Linked DNA regions of Sus scrofa: region 1 is linked to region 2. Evidence: chromatin contacts called from public promoter capture Hi-C data. All regions are on one chromosome and are shown on one strand. Each heading gives the region's core, a stretch centred on a gene start, on an enhancer-like site or on the middle of the called end of the contact. The rest is flanking DNA. Distances are from core to core; before and after follow the strand shown. Region 1 overlaps KIF13A (kinesin-like protein KIF13A). Region 2 overlaps KIF13A (kinesin-like protein KIF13A).

Evidence for each region. Promoter capture Hi-C pulls out the DNA fragments that hold promoters and counts their contacts.
Region 1: a promoter capture Hi-C map of liver shows a contact between it and region 2, with 2.3 times the contacts expected there. The contact joins two enhancer-like sites. A contact is called at or near these places in 1 of 5 promoter capture datasets (liver) and 2 of 47 Hi-C or Micro-C datasets (embryonic fibroblasts and skeletal muscle).

Annotation. Positions count from the first base shown.
Region 1 is chr7:13,662,912-13,668,532 of Sscrofa11.1, reverse strand. The region is part of intron 2 of KIF13A (kinesin-like protein KIF13A); the gene reads left to right. Among named protein-coding and RNA genes, the nearest start is that of KIF13A, 51 kb to the left of the region's middle. Within about 2 kb of position 2,397, at least 4 of the 83 cell types and tissues checked have an H3K27ac peak or open chromatin away from gene starts, as enhancers often do. A contact at or near this core is called in liver, where this site is marked.
Region 2 is chr7:13,592,998-13,598,708 of Sscrofa11.1, reverse strand. All of the region lies in intron 4 of KIF13A (kinesin-like protein KIF13A), which reads left to right. Among named protein-coding and RNA genes, the nearest start is that of KIF13A, 120 kb to the left of the region's middle. Within about 2 kb of position 3,483, at least 37 of the 83 cell types and tissues checked have an H3K27ac peak or open chromatin away from gene starts, as enhancers often do. A contact at or near this core is called in liver, where this site is marked.

The DNA.
Region 1 (5,621 bases), core at 1,148-3,647, 71 kb before region 2:
TAATGATATTAGGATATTGCCAGAACATCTTATTTGACTTTCTAGCCATGGAAGCATGTAGCCTGGGGAGAGTTCAGGGTTCCTAAATTAGGAACGAGGCAGTGTTCAGACTCCCTTGTCTCTGGTCCACAGCTGGCTGAGGCTTCTCCCATGACCACCTGCTAGTGAGTGCCTCCCTCCCCTCACCAGGGTCACTTAAGGATTTGAAGAAGGCTAGCGCCCTCTGGCCATTGGGCAGTAGTGAGCGAAATATAGCCTCCTGTGTAATTACAAAGAAAAATCTGCCCTGGGTTTTATTAAAATTTTTTCCTCTTATTATTCTTTTCCACTTAAGTGCTTATTTCCTCCATTCTTTAGAAACATAAAATTGACCCCAAATGACAAAATTTACATGGAACTGAGTTATAAAAAGCAGCTCTCTTTGTTTATAAGAGAAAATACAACTCTAGGTCCTATGTTTCCATGGTTACATTGCATTGTCATAAGATAAAAGTCAGCCTGAAAGTGAGACCTGAAAGACACTCCGTGAGCTGACTCCGTTTATCTAAACGTGGTTATAAAGCCGCTGGGCCAGGCTTTTAGTCAGGAGCTCAGTGGGCAGGTTGAACTGGTTGGTATTTCCCATTGGAAAAAAAGGCATTTCTAATGCTGTGTGTTTAAGGTAAAAATGGATCAAGAAAACTTGAACCGATGGTAAATCAGCTACAGTAGAAAAAAATCAAAATCTTGTAAATAAAGGAAAGAAAATAAGAAAAGGAAACTTGGACCAGTGTTCCAGTTGTGACACAGTGGAAACCAATTGGACTAGTATCCATGAGGATGCAAGTTTGATACCTGGCATTGCTCAATGGATTGGGGATCCTACGTTGCCGTGAGCTGTGATGTAGGTTGCAGATGAGGCTCAGATCTGGTGTTGCTGTGGCTGTGGCTCCAATTCAGCCCCTAGCCTAGGAACTTCCATATACCTCAGGTCTGACCCTAAAAAGACAAGAAAAGAAAACTTGGACCACTGCTTCTGTTTTGTGAGTTTGTGTTTCAGTAATACCTAGAAACACCGTTTACTAACACTGTTCATATTGGAAAGGAATACAGTATTTCCCCCCACTCAGGAAATCAATAAACTGTAAAATCTAAATGGCCAGCTTGATTGTTCTGATTTCTACTCCTTTTCTGCTTCCCATTCATTTTATTATTTTCACTATTCCAAGAATCCAGGAGACTATACAGGCTGTGTGTCTTTTACTGGGTCCAACCTTTTTATTTCTTTTATTCTGCTTGTTTAAATAGCATGATTTTTTAAAATGTTATTTATTGTGTTTTTGTAATGGGATTACTTGATGAGATCTGGAGAGGAGAGCGAGGTGAGGAAATGGTCGAAAAATCCAACAAAAATGTTTTCTCTTTGGAGAGTTTATTGTTTTTGACAGCAAAACCAGTGTGAGGTCATCCAGAATTTTTGATTTCTGTTTCAACGTCTAAATTTAATAGAAACTGAAAAGAGGAGGAATCAAGACTTGGTATAAAAATTTCCAGAGTGATTAATAGTCTCCACTATAGAGTTGTTACAGGTAGGACATCAGCTTTGTGTGAATTATCTTTAATTCACTCCTTCTTGGGTCAGTGCAGATATACTGCTCTTAGAGTTGGTCACTGACGCTTGTTTGCACGGCTCTCAGTAAAGTTTATAGATTTGTTCATGCCGCTTGCTGAGGATTGACTTAAAGTTTCATAGAATCTCTTCCTGTTTGACTGTATCACAATTCAGCCCGCTCTCTTCAGTGTATGAGAACGTGAACAACTGGAGATGTTTTTGGAACCTGGAGTAGAACTTTAGACAGGCCAGTTGTGGGGTTTTATCATTCATGTTGTTGCTGATCTCTTCATTTGTCGTTTCCTTACAAATCTGCTTTGTAGAAGAGTTATTCTAATATACAAGAAAACTGAAGGCATTTTCTGCCTTTTTTTTTTTTTTTAACATCCCCCTCCTTCAGGCAGGGGAAGGATGCCATTTATTATCCATGTCATGCAGTTAAAAGGCCATATAAATAACCTAAAATGTCTAAGGGTAAAAAACGAGGTTGGAAAACCTGATTGAATTACTCTTTCAAGAGGAGTATAACATTTCTTTTATCCCTCCCCCCCCCTTTTTTTTTTACTGTGAATAATTTCAGGAAGTATCTGCTCTGAGTCAAAACCAGAACTTTTCGTCTCTTCCACATTAAAATGTATTATCAATGTGGTTTTATTTTCAGAGCAGGGCCCTAATTATTATGGTTCCATTCCTTCTTTTAACTTTCTGTCTTTTTTATTTTGGCTGCACCCATGGCATGTAAAAGTTCTCTGGCCAGGGGTTGAACCTGTGCCAGCAGTTGCAGCCTGCACCACAACTGTGGCAATGCTGGATCCTTAACCCTCTGCGCCTCACGGGAAGTTCCCTTTCTGTCATTCTCTTACAGCAGTTCTCCCTGTGGCCAGTCTCGTTCATTTTCTACCCTTACTTTGTGCTTGTGTTACCAGGGTTTGCTGCTGGAGATTGTTTTCAAGAGCCCTTCTCTTGTGAACTGTGTATGACATTTGTCTACTGCAGGGAAAACAGCCGTGCAAAAATGATTTTATTGTAGAATCAAACCAGAGAGCTTTGCATGAATGAAACTTACGTCACATCACTCTCTGGCCAGAAGAGGCGGACAGATTACGGATGGGGAAACATCCGTGAGAGATGTGTTCTGTCTTATATTTCCTAGTTACCTGATGTGGGGAGCGATGGCTTCAGGAATTTTGACCCCAGCAAATGGATGCTGGTACTACAGATTGCTATTATTATTAATACAGGTGATATGGTTAACTTCTAAAGAAACAAAGCCTGCAATTAAAGCAAAACAAACGTTGAAGAAACGTGAAAGCAGAAGACCGCAAACTGTTTTTGTAACCCATAGACAAAAAAAAAATAGTTCTGTGCATGGTTTTTGTTTTCAAGGAGGGTAGCCTCTGAGAAAATCCTTGAATTCTGTGGCTTGGCCTGGGTCTGGCGTAGCCCTTTCCCTCCTTTGGGTCCTCTGCCTAACGTAGGCTGCTTTCATCCTCCTGGTGCCTACGGGTCTACACACACTTTTCCTGCATCAAAACAGAAAAACTGTTGATGATCTGATGCACTGTTTTTCCTCCTTCACAGTTACTGCACTTTCACTAGAACTTTTATTTGAGGTACTTCCTCCCTTTTGAAGACTTCACGTTGGAACTCCTGTCGTGGCTCAGTGGTTAATGAACCCGATTAGTATCCATGAGAACGTGGGTTCAATCCCTGGCCTTACTCGGGGGTTTAAGGATCTGGCATTGCTGTGAGCTGTGGTGTAGGTCACAGATGTGGCTACGGCTTGGATTCAACTCCTAGCCTGGGATCCTCCGTTTGCCATGGGTGTGGCCTTAAAAAGACAAAAGGCAAAAAAAAAAAAAAAAAGACTTCACATTATTACTAACATTTCGTTGATCACTTGTGATGGGGCTGTTCCTGTGCCAGGTGTGTAACAGTCTTGTAAATGAAAGTGTATCATTTTGTGAGACCAGGGCCATAAATCTCAGTTGAAGCAATTTGTTGGGAGCCAGAGAGCTCAGAAGTAGAAGTGCTAGGATTTGAACGCAGGTTCTCCTCTGACCTGTAGCCTCAGGTCTTTCCTCTGAGCTGCTTCACCTTTGATCTCTAGTTGGGAGTTGAGAGGTTGCGCCTTGAAGGACACTGCTGGAGTAAACAATGTGGAAGCTAGCCTCTGCTAGGATTTAGGTGGGATTAGCATACTTACCTACCTGAACCCATCCATCCTCTGCCTTTTTGGTGATCCCGATTTGCCTAAGTACATAGTTTGTTTTCTTGCACACATGTTACACTTTAATGAGGTTTCCAGACCATAGCCACCTCCTAGCCTCTGCCCGTTGTGAATGTCCAATATTATTAACAATATTATTGATCATCGTAATAGCTAAAACCTATATAAACGGTTTTATGCACTTTACATAATCATTTAATCCTCAGGAAACTCTGTTAATCCCGTCTTCCGAATGAGGAGGCTGAGGCTCAGTGGTGGGTGATTTGTGAACGTCCCTTGGCTGGTACCTGCCTGGGCACTCTGGCTCCGGTCTGCATGGTACCTGTTTCTTCACGATGTCTTTCATCCTGTGCCTGACATACCATGTATAGCTCTACTTGTGAAATTTCTCACAAAGAAGAATCTAGTTGGAATGTATTCTTGTCTTTGTTGTTGAGGAGAGAGAGTGCTAGCCAATAAATCTTTAAGAGATGCTGCAACATCTTCTTATCAGGACACAGCCCTGGGTTTCTTTTGTTGCCATCACTCGACAGCTCTTTGGGTCACTTTCTCCAATCATATCACTCTTCGAGAAGAGGAAATTGAGGCCCAGAAAAATTCAGCAATGTGCCAAGGTCACAAAGATTATCTGTTTTATAAGGTAACAATGATAGATTGCAGATATTCTTATCTTACCATGAATTGAGGGTTTTTTTTTTTTTTTTTTTTCCCAGCTTAGATTTTTGGATAACCTTGAGCAAATAAAAAGCTCAACTTTACTCTGATTTTCTATTGTGGTTTCCATGGGGCTGGGAAAGATTTTCAAAAGGTATGTGTTCCAGAAACTTGGGAAATAACTTGGTGAAATTCAGCAGAATCTTCATGGGATGTTGGTGTTGTCTACTGCCGTTTTCTCACTTTCGCATTCTCATAGGCTTCCTCCTTGCTCAGACCCTCACTCTGTGGTGCAGGTCAAGGCCCCTGGCCTGTGTCGGGCTTCCAGAGCTGGCATTGCTTTTTGGGAATCGGTGCTGCTCTGGTCCTGCTGGAGAGGACACAGTCAAGAGTGTGTGGGTGACAGTTCCGGTGTGTACAGACTGGTGGATCAGGGAACTTTCTGGCACTGGAATGTTGGAAACAAAAGCAGATTTCTAAGTGGCTCCAAAATAGATTCACGGACAGGACAGAGAAGCTAATACAGATGTTCCTTATTTCTTAAAAAAAGATCAAAAAACTTTATGAAACTACTTAGGAATTTTTAAAAGTGGGTTTCATTAGATTCCCCACATGGCTGATTTGTTTATTATTCAGCCATCAGTGTTTTAGTCTGGCTGACTCTGATGTTTAATTGCTTTTGTTATATGAACCATTTTGTGATATTTTTCACCTGTGCAGAGAATGTGCAATAGACTATTTATGCAATATTTAGGTAATTTACAAAATATAAACTTGTTGCCAATTACGGTTTTAAAATTTTAAACAATATGTATATTATGACCCCATTTTGGGGAGAGAAAGTTATGTGCGTGTGTGCATGTGTTTGTGTTTGTGGCATATGTCAGAGGTTCTCAAACACTGGCACACTTCAGAATCATCTGTAGTCCTTGATAAGATACAGATTGCTGGGTCCCAACCATAGAGTTTCTTTTCTTTTCTTTTTCTTTTTCCATAGAGTTTCTTATTCAGTAGGTCTGAGTTGATGCCTAAGGATTTGCTTTTCTAATCAGTTTCCAGATACTGATGCTCTTAGTCTGGGAACCACATTTAAAGAACTGTGGTAAGAGAGAGAAGCATAGAAAAAATCTGCAAGAATAATGCACC
Region 2 (5,711 bases), core at 2,234-4,733:
CCTGCATTGCTGTGGCTCTGGCGTACACTGGTGGCTACAGTTTGGATTCGACCCCTAGCCTGGGAACCTCTGTATACTGCAGGTGTGGCCCTAAAATAAAAAGCCACAAGACAAAGAAAAATATCCTAGCATATGGATTCATTGTTTTACTATTCAAGTGTATATAAAGCCGTCAGCAAGGGCCTTGCATAGAATAAATATTCAATAACTGTTAGCTCTGAAGTTTATCAAAACTAGTTTTTGCTGTGGTTATGAGAAGCAGGAGTAGTTGACTATTTGAAAAGTTTGTTAGGAATTCACTGTAAATGGTGCCTGCCATCTTAAAAGACATTTATGAGGAGTTCGCATTGTGGCGCAGTGGTTAACGAATCCGACTAGGAACCATGAGGTTGCGGGTTCGGTCCCTGGCCTCGCTCAGTGGGTTAACGATCCGGCATTGCCGTGAGCTGTGGTGTAGGTTGCAGACGCGGCTCGGATCCCGCGTTGCTGTGGCTCTGGCGTAGGCCAGTAGCTACAGCTCCGATTAGACCCCTAGCCTGGGAGAAATTGCAAAAAGACAAAAAAAAAAAAAAAAAAAGACATTTATGAAGCAGTCTCCCTGCAGAGTACTTCCACATTTTTCTTTTTCTTTCCCAAATGCTCTCACCCGTACCTGACTTGACAGTTCTTTCAGTGCCTCGCTTTATCAAGTTGTTCCTAAGCATCCAACCTAGTTTTCTTAGAACCAGCAGCTCTCTCTTGGCGTTTGTTAATTCTGTAATGACAGAGACGTGCCACAGACATAAGCCCGTTTACGAGCAAACACAACTGACCCTTTGTAAGAACATCACTCAGTTGGTGGGAGTCCTGGGAGCGCCCACAGCTGGGTGGCTCAGGGTGCAGTAGGCATGTGTCGGTGCTGTTGAAAAATGGAAGAGTGAGTGTTGGTTAATTTGGAGAATTGGATCAGTGAAAGCCAGTTAAGGGAATTTCCTTCAAAAAGTAAGCTAAGCTGATACTGTTAAATTTTTTAAAAAAGAGTGTGTGTGTGCTTCTTTTTTTTTCTCCCCTCTACTCACAGATTCTTTTTTTTTTTTTGGTCTTCTCTTCTTAGGGCTGCACTTGCAGCATATGGAGGTTCCCAGGCTAGGGGTTGAATCAGAGCTACAGCGGCCTGCCTATGCCACAGCCACAGCAACTTGGTATCTGAGCCGCGTAGGCAACCTACACCACAGCTCATGGCGACGCCGGATTCTTAACCCACTGAGTGAGGCCAGGGATTAAACCCACAATCTCATGGATACTAGTCTGTTTCGTTAACTGCCGAGCCATGATGGGAACTCCCTCCTCTCAGATTTTTAATTCCACCCAAGGCCGCCTTCTTCCACTTGCCTTTCTTCATCTGCATCTCTTCCTTAGAGAATTTCTTGGCACCCAGAGACATCACTCAACTTAGTTCAGTGTATTTAGAGGGTGGATAATAACAGCAACAATAGACAGTGGAGTCCTGAGCACTAGGTTCCCAGCGCTGTGCTCCTCCCTTTGCCTGCAGCAGGTCATTTACTTTTCACATGTCCCCATCAGTAGAAACGGACACCATCCCCATTTTACAGATGATGAAACGGAGGCTCAGAAAGGCTGAGAAAGCCAAAAGCAGTGGCACATGTGGCTTTGGGTCCGTGACTATTAGGTGTGAAGATTTTATGGGTTCTACTGCAGTCCTGAGAAACCCTCTGTTCCCTCCCATCCCAACAAAAGGCCGTGCTTAGGAAATCAGAGTGGAGTCTCTGGCTGGGAATCAGGCCAGAAATAATACAAATAGTGCTGTCCTTCCTGTCAGAAGTTCTCTGAGTCCTGGATGCCTGTGTTTGGGTTGGGCTTTGTTTTCACCGCCCCTCAAGTGCTATAAATCCTGTGTTCCCCACAGTCCAGAAGAGATGTTGAGTCAAGTCTGCTTCTGAGTCAGAGAGAGACAGCGGTAAACGCTGCTGAGCAGGTAGAGATGGAGAGCAGCTCCTTGGTCAGCAGGTGTGTGTGTGAAAACACCTGCCCGCGTGGGTCCAAGCTGCATCCTCCGCAAGACCATCCTCCAGCTCTTCCCTCCGGGCCCCACTGCCTGATCTCCTCCTCCGTGACTCAGCCACTTTATCCGCAATAAAAGGAGCTGAGGTTCACTGCCAGCTCATGACTGGCCCCAGTGCTGTCCCTGGGGTGGAGACATTCATCTGGGTGAGTCACCCAGGCTGTGCTGCAAAGATTCCTGAGGGCGGGGACACTGATCTCTGATGGCTCCTGGACACCTGCCTTTACCCTCATGGTCCAGGTTCTTGGGTTCCAGGACCCTCAGTGGCAAACTTCTACAGTTGAGTGAAACTTCAGTCTCATCATCAAGTCACTCCTTAAAGCCCTAGTTCCTTTATCTAAACTCTGTAGTTTGGGGTCATTCCACTTAAACTAGGTGTAAAGGCACCACACGTACAATTGCTGAGAGTAGTACCATTGGAGAGATTGGCTGAAACCCCATCTGTGTTAGACATTCTTTACCCCTTTGGGTGTGTGAGAGGAACCTGACAGGTCTTGCACTGTCCAGGTGCTCCCATTTGGAGCTGGGCCACCTGCCGAGCCCAGACTCATCAAAATCGCTAGGGCCATTAGTCTTGTTTACAAGTGGAAAAACACCCTTGCAAATGTGCAGGCGCAAGAATTCCAAATCATAAATATTGAACTTAACCATTTTTCCCCCACTCTAACTCCAGTGAGAAAAGAGATGGGGAAAAGAAGGAAAACTGGAGATTCTGTTTAAAGTGATCAAATCATGTTAAAATCTTGACATGATTTGATCACTGCTCTCCCACTTCGCTGCTTTGTCGTGTCCAACCGTGTAGTGCCACGCTCAGTGTCTTATTCAGCTGTGACCTGTGGGAGGCTGCCTCGTTTAATGCAGATTGTGGGTAAGACAAGGTTCTGCCCTCTTCTTTTGTTCCCCCATTTCCTAGAGCATAGCCCACTGTGATGTTTCACCCTGTTCCTCCTTAGGAGTCTGGTGTTGTATGTGTGGTGGGCACTTTCCCTTCCTTCTCTTCTGTGCTTTGCTGTCAGGGCCCTGCTCTAGAGAGAATTACCTTGGTTACTCAGCTCCCAGTACACAAGCCTAGTCGCTTTGGGGCCACTGCTGCTATTCCCAGTAGGAACAGATGATGCACAAGTGTGTAGACTCAAAGTGTTGGCTTTTCAGAGATCTGTGTGCTGTGTGACTCAGGGTTGGGTGGGTCAGATCTGTGACTTTGCTTGTAAATATTACATACAGGAACCCTCTCTATTGTCCTGACATTGTACTGTGGGTTGCTTTGGGCATGCCTGTGTTTTAAGACTTGTCCACACAGCTACAGGAGCCTAATCATAAACCTCACAGAGGAAATTGGCATCTCGGTCATGGTTATGAACAAGTGAGGTCAGGTTTGCCCTGTGGATTCCCCGAGCCAGGCACATGGAGCTGACATCTGAAGCGTGGCCGCCTCCTCTTCGGCATTGGTCCTGTGCAAAAGCCACAAGGCTCTGGGGTGGACCGTGTTGCGCCTTTGTTTGATTTGTCTGGGATAGAAACACATGTTCATAGACCTTCCTGCTTCCTTCACGACCTCTGAACTTTCACTTTGGGCTGGTACGCAGTCCTCCAGACAAGTGGCACTTCGTTCTGTTTGAATGTGAACTGTGGTTGGGAAACATTAAGGGTGGGGAGATTGAATCTTTTATGGACTCCGTGATTCCCACCATCCAGCAGAAACAGTTCCTTTTTTTTTTTTTTTTTTGTGAACTAAACTTCGAAAAGCGGTTGGCCAGTCATTTTTTCCTATGCTGAAAAAAAGGACTGCTGTGTTTAAAAAATAGAAAGGAACAAAACAAAACAAAAACCCTTCAGTCTTTTGGATAAACCAGACTCTCCATAATAGACCATATAAGGGTCTTTGATAGTTAATATTTTCTCTCCATCACAGAGTGAAATGTAGCCACCATTTGTGTTGCATGGAAAAGGCAAACTGGTTTATGCTGAGAAGGACCAAGACTGTATAGAATGTACATCTTTAGTTTGGTTAACAGTCTTGGCTTTCTTAAAAATAATCATTTATTGTCCCAGCAGTGCCCTGAAGGTCACCAAACCAAAGAACTGATTAAGTATCACCCCAGCCAGGGATTCACAGAGCTGCAAAGGCACCAGAATAAAACGAATAAGGGGAGCTCTATGGAGTTTGTTTCTATTCACAATTTTATTGAAATGATTTATTAAGTTGCTTTTCCCCTATACCTTTCTGAGATATTTTATTGTTATTTTAAAAAAGGGGACCCTCTAGGGGAGCTAGAGAAATAGCAGTGAATGACCCCTTTAATTTTTTTTTCTAAGAATAAAGGTCTTTCCTTTTATCTTTAAAATTAGATTGCTTCACACAATTGTTGCAAAGATGAAGGAACTATTTAGGGAAAAAAATTAGATGATTTCCCCCTTCTTATACCAAAATTAATTATAGTTGGTTAAAAATTTAAGGGATGGCATTAATTATGGATATTAATGAAAATATATTATGGATGTATAATGGCCAGGCACTATGGAAAGTGCTTTACTGAAGTGCCTTATTAAATCATACCAGCAACCCAGTAAGAGAGCAACTATTATTGCTGTTATACTAATGAAGGAACTGAGATCTTGCTCAAGGTTACACCGCTGGTAAGGAGTCAAGTTCAAGTTTGGAAATAAAACTGTAAAAACCAGAAACAAAACTAGAAGAAAGTGTGGGTGGATAGTTATGTAATTTGGATAATAATAATCCAGAAGGATTTTGGAAGCATAACATATACCATAGACAAAAATCATAAAGGAAAAGATGAGAGATTTAAATACGAAAGACCAAAAGCTTTTGTATGACAAAGAACAACAAAAGACTGAAAGGTAAATAACAGACTGGGAAAAATATGTCCAACATACAATAGACCAAAGGTTAAATATCCTTAACATATGATAGGCATTTCGAAATTAATACTTAATCAATGACCAACCCTAGTGATTTATAAACATATACATAGGACCCAAATCATCAGTTTACTAAAGAACAAATATTAATGGGCAATAAACTAAGGAAACAAAAATCTTAATTTAACACAATGAGGCTTTTTTTTTCCTATTGACTTAGTGAAGCCAAGAGGAATAATAGCCACTGTTGTTGAAGGTGGAGAAAAAGAGTCATGCATTGTGGAGGAGTTAGTAATTTGATATTTTGGAGTTGTGCCTAGTAAAGTCAATAGAGAAGTGCATAAAAATAAATATGTAAGGATAAATTTTGCAGAAAGCAAAAGCAAAAGGAAATAATCTAAATAACTATAATAGGGCACTGATTGTGTTAGTTAACTATACAGTGGAAGCTAAGCAGAGCTATTAAAAAATGCTAATGTTGATGTGTCTTTGTAGAGGTGGGAAAGTGCTCATAATTTCTTGTCTTAAAAGAGAATAAATTTCCCTAGAGACACGGAAGCCATAGTGATAACGTGGATTCCAGTCTCTCTAGTATCCACTCTTGCTTAGATTTGTAAAAATACATGAACTTTATAGTTCTTTTATATTTGTCCTTTTATAAATTGTGCTTTGGAATAGCTATTTAGGGATGGAAAGGAGAAGAATTCTTTTCAGAAACACAGTATAATTATTTTCTATTTTTTCATATTCCATTTTGTGTTTCCCAGTT